Regions from separate parts of the Mus musculus genome. Here region 2 is linked to region 1. Evidence: chromatin contacts called from public HiChIP or PLAC-seq data. All regions are on one chromosome and are shown on one strand. The core of a region is the stretch at or near the end of the contact, and the rest is flanking DNA. Distances in the headings are between cores, read along the strand shown. Region 1 overlaps Sorbs1 (sorbin and SH3 domain containing 1). Region 2 overlaps Sorbs1 (sorbin and SH3 domain containing 1).

Region 1 (3,225 bases), core at 479-2,978:
TCTATGAGCTCAACTTTGGAGTAAGATCTTTTTCCAAGGCTTGAGGGGTTTGTACCAATCAACTTAGGGTCTGGATGCCACCCTACCAGGCACAGAGTACACCAGTCTGCAGCAAAGATGAGCTGCAAAGCTCAAAGTAAGAGATCCAAGCTCACGGTTCTATCTGGCTTAAATCCTGCTCTATCTATAACTGCACTGAGCTGCATCTGGAAGGTTGGAGAAGAGGCCCATCCCATGATGCAACAGTTCCCAGCTTTTGTGTGTTTGACACCTCATTACAATTTCCCCACTAAACTAAATAAGACGTTTCCTTCCTGTTCTCTGACTCGATTCGGCTTAACAAGCCGTTTAACCTAGTTTCATGGGCACACTTCTTCCAACAAAGGACGCAAGTAAATGTTCAGTCCTAGCCGCAAAACACGTGGTACTCACTGTACCACGTGTCAATAGTGGTGGTGTTTATGGCTCCAACATCAAAACCCACTTGATACCTGCAACCAAGTGAGAGGCCCCTGCTCCTTCCCAGACCCACTCAATCAAATCTATGGTATATAAACTAGACTTCTCCAGTGCTCGGATGATCCCATGCGCACCAACCAGCCTTGAGAGTGGATACTCTCTACCTAACTCCTCCAGGCCGTCTGAAAGCAGGAGTCCTGGCTTGTTGTAAGTGCACCTGTGAATGAATCCTAGTTGCTTAGAACATCGATGAAACCATCACTAACCTAGCAGTTCCTTTAACATCTTCATTCACTAGGGTAAGTCCTCAGCAACGCAGCTAACAGGAACTAGGACTTCCCCTAGGCTGGGCTGAATTGAGTCCACTGAGTCCCTATCATAGGAGTGGTTACGACATGATCCCACTGAGCCAGCAAGTGTCCTCACATTATGACTTATGATGTCCATTCAGATTCTTTCGCTCCGGACTTCTACTGTATCAGAAGCAGCTGGGCTGTCTATAAAGAGACTCATTCTGAACAGAGAGGACTTTTACATTTCCCACCGTTACTGATATATGTGTTTGCCACCAAAACCACAGTGGCCTCCTCCTCAGGGGCCCTAGCAATTATGTCTTGTGAGAAAGTCTTAACACATCAGTTTTCAGATCTATTTACTCAATTAGACGCACCGCCCCCACCCCCTTTCTCTCCCTCTCTCCGCTTCTGTTTAACAGAGTCCGCTTCATGAAATCAGCCAAAGAATAAAAACTTTCCTCCTCATAAACTCTCTTCTTCCTCGTGTCCTATCACCAAATCTGCCTGTGGCTTTCCACAGCTTTTCTCAGCCTTCAACACTACATCTGCCCTGACCTAGGAAGATCAGGACCAGGTGAGGTAAAGATCACAGACACTTCTCAGAGGGAAGACAGACTTCCATCAGAAAGACGTGCGTTCCCAACAGAGCAGAGGAAGAGAGTGTTCTTGAAAGGCCAAGAGTAGCCATAGGTGGCCCATAGGATGCACAAGGGAGACATGCTCTCAGGGATAGCACACACAGATCCAGCCAGCACACAAGCACAGTGGCCAAGGCCGCCTCAGAACTTAGTACTTCAGTGAGAAAGGGAGGGTTTTACTGCCAGGAGCAGACATTCAGGGTAGCCGTGGGGAAGGGGGTCCAGCAAGCTTACGGTACTTGAGACAGCTCCCGGGAGGTCAGGCTCCAGGCCTCTGTGGAGGTCCTCCGGGACGGGAGGGACCAGCGGAGGTGGTGGTGAGGGTGGTGACGTCTGGCTAGCAGGGGAGAGGGAGCCACAAGCACTGGCTGGCTGGCTGTGGTGGGGCCGCCTCTGCAGGTGAGGGGGAATGAAATCATCGAGTGTCGGGAAGGTCAGAGGTGAGGCAGCAGGGGTGGTCGCCGGGACAGTGTGGACGCAGCCAAGTGGCCCCAGAGATGCTGGAGTTCTGGCAGTGCCTTCTTGCCCTTGCCCTCTGTCAGTATTAACCAGGTAGAGAGGAACAACTATTACCTCAGACGGGGCTGAGCTGGAGGAGGTGGCACCCTGTGGGAAATAAGGGGTTGTTACGCAGTTACGCAAAGGGGACGGCAGAGAGACAGGAATTCCACATTTAAACAGTTGCGCGTGGACATGCAGTGATGCACTTCAAGAAATATTTAATCAGTGCCCTTTCCTCAGAGTACATGAGACAGTCAGTGCTAGCCAGCGCTAGCCAGCTGGCCTCCTGATACTCTATGACACAGAGGGAGCCCCATCCAAGTTCACTTTCCGTCTGTCTATTTTTGAAACCTTTTAACACTTTATGAGAGAGAAAGAGAACAAACAACAGAAGAGAGTCAGGTGGGCAAGCAGACAGCGTTTAACCCCACAAAACTGCCACAGAGCCCGCAAGCTTGGGAGCAAATGCAGTTTCTTTAGCACCTTGTCGTAAGACTTGAACACTCTTACCACGTTATTAGTCTATGAATTCCATGGTCTGGCATACTGAGACATTGACAGACAGGAGCCAGGGAGACAGGAGAGGCTGTGCTCAGAGAGTTAGATAGAAGGACTCGGGATTCAAGTGCTGTAACACTAGTGAGGAGAGGGAGGGCAGGGAAGCCCAAAAGACAAGTGAGCCGCTTCAACCGGTTCTGAGAGAGACAGTGTAGAAGACACACAAACATTCCTAGATTCTTGCCTTGGCTGGATAACACGGCTGCAAAAGGTAAGTTTCTTTGTTCTTCTGGTTTTCGGGATCAGAGGTAACCTGGGGGCCTAGCCTGGGAGGCCTCACTGCATCTGGGAACGAGGCCCATGTCCCCAGTGTGTGATTCTCACCGCGGTTACCGTCATCTTTGCGGTTGTCAAAGAATAGCTTGGGAGGGTCAGGAGGAGGAGCAGGGGGTGGTTTTCCTGTGCCAACTGTGGCTGTGCCAGGGACAAGGCAGGGAGCTGGTGCCTGAGTGCCTGCGGCCTCCGAGGGAGTGTCTGGGGCCGAGTCACGTGCAACAGGAGGGTAGTTTTCCGATGATGCCCGGCAAATGTTATTGGATAAACACGGGACATATAAGCTGCTGACCTGTTTATTCCCTGTGGCCTCACAACGTGTGTTAGAGCTCACATTCTTACTGTATACTAATCGGGAGGCTACATAGTATTGCTGGGGTTGGGAGGGCACTTCAAGGCCCATGGACCCCAAAAGTAATGAACGGGGACATGATGCATTTCGGGGAGCCAACCTAGCTCCCAGGGGAACAGAGGTGGGTGTAGGCAGTGAGGGGTTCTGT
Region 2 (3,225 bases), core at 288-2,787, 100 kb after region 1:
AGCCGGTTTCGTCACCCAGAAGCCACAACACTCATCTTGAAGGAGAGTTGGGAGAGTCAAATGACAAAGTACATGGTGCCAAGCACACCAAAGACAAATGACAACTGACTGGTTCCAAAAAGACTACGGGAAAAGAGGTAGATGATAAGTTCAAAGGTTGTACCACCATCCCCTGCTCCTCTCTGCTTCCGACTTTCCGCTATCAGCTCAACACTCACCTCTTTGAGAGCCTTCTGTGGTCCCCTAAACACAGTCAGGTCTCTCTAGCATGTGCTTCAGTGGTCTCCAGCACTTCCTCACTGCAGCCTCAAAATGATTTGTGATGACTTTACTCATATTGACTTGATGCCTTCCCTATGAACCATAAGACTCATGAATTCCAGGTTCAACGTGTGTTTTCTCCCTCGCACTTTGCCCTATGCCTGGAACACAGGAGACACTCAAATGTTTGCAGACTGAATCATCATCCGAACAGCTGGGCAAGGAAGGGTAAAGGCAAGAGGAAGTCCTATGGGTGGATAGCTCACAAGTCAGAGTGTCTGTAACTCAAGGATACCTGGAGCACATGGAACTTCTCCTGACCCAATAATATCTGTCTGGGGACGAGGAGGCAGCAGTCACTGAAGACTTTACTGTGTAGGAATGGAGATCTGAGTTTGAGCCCCAGAACCAACAACACAAAAATGGTAGGATCCCAGAAACTCACTGATCAATCAGCCTGCCTGGCCTACTTCTCGAATTTCAGGCCAATGAGAGAGCCTATCAAGAAAACACAAAGTGGGTGACACTTGAGGAGAAACCCCACCAAAGGTTGACTTCCAACCTCTACACACACACATGTACACACAGACACACACACACACACACACACACACACACACACACATACACCTCTAATCTGCTTCTGCTTTGAAACTGAGCCAAAAATGGCTGACTGTGGAATGCACGGTGCTTAAATCCATAGGCATCCTCTTCTAACAGGTGCGCACCAACCCAGATCTTAGTCTGCTCACAAGGTTTGCATTAAATGAAAGGAAGATGGTGCAGGGTGGCGTGCAAGTTTGGGGATTACTGCAGCTCTGCCTATAACAGACCCCGGCAGAGCCAGAAATCTACAGCAAGGTATGGAAAATAACACTGCCAAGTGCCAACTACTGAGTGCCTACATGTACTGGGAACAAGCCTGGGAGAGCTTCAAAACCTATCAAGAAGGGCAGTCGCCATCCTACAGATAAGGAAACTGAAACTCTGGAAGGCTAAGCCAATGCTCATAAGCAAAGTAAATAAATAACTCAGCTAGAACCTGGAGCCCAGACAAGTTGATTGCAAAGTGTGTGTGCCTGGACCCTATTCAACTACCACACACACACACACACACACACACACACACACACACACACACACACAGAGTCAGCAAATGGGATTTAAGACTTGGTTGGAAAAAGAGATAATTCCAGTTCAGGTTCTTCCACGGCTCTGTGGTGACCCAGGTAAGTGACCTCACCACCCCAGGCTCTGGGGACACTCCCTCTCCAGTAATATAAGAGTACAGCACATGACCGGTTCAGAAGAGACACAGTACTACTGAGCCCACAGAGTGCTTAGCAGTCAAAACCTATCAGGAAATGACACCTCCCTGGCCAGGGACCCAGCCACGCTGCAGTTGCTAAGCTCTCGCCCAAACTGGGGTTTGTTAGAAGCTTTGAACGTCAAAACAACAGAGGCTGACAAACTGTTTCCTAGGCCCCCTGAAACTGGCCTGGAACTTGGAAAGGCCAACAATAAACACTAAGGAAAAGGAGACTTCTTACGTGTATCTAAATAAACCCAAACCTCTCTTTCTGTGGTGGGGAGTTGAAGAAAATACTTGCTGTAAAAGGAGCTAATCTGTCCTCAAACCTCCTTGGGCTAACACTGATCAGCAATCTTCTTTGCAGCACGAACCCCTCTGGGACGTGCCCAACATATGCACAAGTGCAGGGGCAGCCTTCCAACACCAGGGCTGTCAGCCGACTAAGTCTCCTTCGTTCCATCCCCTGAGCTGCTATACGGAGCAGGAATTTACAGTCTCTTCTCCAAAGCCTTACAAGGTCAAAAACGCTAGATGTTGTGTAATTCCTATGATGACAAGGCTGTGGAGCAGCCCAGGCTAAATGACCAATACAAATGACACGGCAGAAGCCTAAGAGCCAAAATGTGGAGTCAGCACCGGGCAGCACTTGAGCCTTTGAGCCTGGTGCTGGCCCGGCTTCAGCAGCACACAGGCCCACCGCTGTACTGGCTCCTATGCCCTGCCAGTTGCAACCAAGAATGTGCAAAGCCACCCCAACACCCTGCCCTATTGCCCCAGCACCATAATAGGGGACACAAAAGAGCTGGCATTCGTGTGAGGATGACCCGGGTCTCCCACTCCACAAAGCCTGCAGTGACTTTAATGGGTACAGCAAGGCATGGGGAGAAATGGCCAAAGACAGCCTGTAAAATGGAGCATCAAGGACATAAAGGGAAGAAAAGGACTCTCCATCTTCTGTGTCGAACATCACACCTGGCAACACATAAAATAGTCCTGGGACAAGGAAGTAGAAAGAATCGAGTATATTAAGGGGGGAGAAAAGGAAACATAAAGAAAGAGAAGTAGTATAAGGAGCAAGACCTGGTCATGTTCCCCCATCCCAAAGCCACCATGGTCTTGCCCTGCAACAACCCATTCCTACTACCCAAGGCCCTTCCAAGATGAGCCTAGAAAAGCCAACCTCAATATCAAGCAGAAAAAACACAACAGCACCAGGTGGTGGTGGTGGTGCACTCCTTTAATCCCAGCACTCGGCAGAGGCAGAGAGGCAGAGAGAGAGGCAGAGAGGCAGAGAGAGAGGCAGAGAGGCAGAGAGGCAGAGAGAGAGGCAGAGAGGCAGAGAGGCAGAGAGAGAGGCAGAGAGGCAGAGAGAGAGGCAGAGAGGCAGAGAGGCAGAGAGGCAGAGAGGCAGAGAGGCAGAGAGGCAGAGAGGCAGAGAGGCAGAGGCAGAGACAACATCTCTCTGAGTCTGAGGCCAGCCTGGTCTACAAGTTCCAGAACAGACAAGGCCACGCAGAGGAACCCTGTCTCAAAACCAACAACAACCAAAAAGACAGGACTGGAACTTACATTCATCCTGGATTTGCCTTCTGAGTGGATTAGATTACAGGCCTGTGTCGCCAGGCCTGAGTCTTGGCACATATTTCTTTCTT

Evidence for each region. HiChIP or PLAC-seq counts read pairs in DNA pulled down with a chosen protein or histone mark.
Region 2: an H3K27ac HiChIP or PLAC-seq map of heart atrium shows a contact between it and region 1, with 12 read pairs. The contact joins two enhancer-like sites. A contact is called at or near these places in 2 of 484 Hi-C or Micro-C datasets (forebrain and nephron progenitors), 7 of 115 datasets of contacts at active chromatin or transcription factors (double positive thymocytes, embryonic fibroblasts, embryonic stem cells and 4 more) and 3 of 9 other capture datasets (adipose tissue, liver and pancreatic islet).

The regions. Positions count from the first base shown.
Region 1 is chr19:40,375,018-40,378,242 of GRCm38.p6, forward strand. Sorbs1 (sorbin and SH3 domain containing 1) reads right to left here. Exons shown (of 29, transcript NM_178362.1): 7 at 1,628-1,999. Among named protein-coding and RNA genes, the nearest start is that of A930028N01Rik, 80 kb to the left of the region's middle. Within about 2 kb of position 1,729, at least 39 of the 459 cell types and tissues checked have an H3K27ac peak or open chromatin away from gene starts, as enhancers often do. A contact at or near this core is called in adipose tissue, heart atrium and memory CD8 T cells, where this site is marked.
Region 2 is chr19:40,476,239-40,479,463 of GRCm38.p6, forward strand. The region is part of intron 1 of Sorbs1 (sorbin and SH3 domain containing 1); the gene reads right to left. Among named protein-coding and RNA genes, the nearest start is that of Sorbs1, 36 kb to the right of the region's middle. Within about 2 kb of position 1,538, at least 137 of the 459 cell types and tissues checked have an H3K27ac peak or open chromatin away from gene starts, as enhancers often do. A contact at or near this core is called in adipose tissue, heart atrium and memory CD8 T cells, where this site is marked.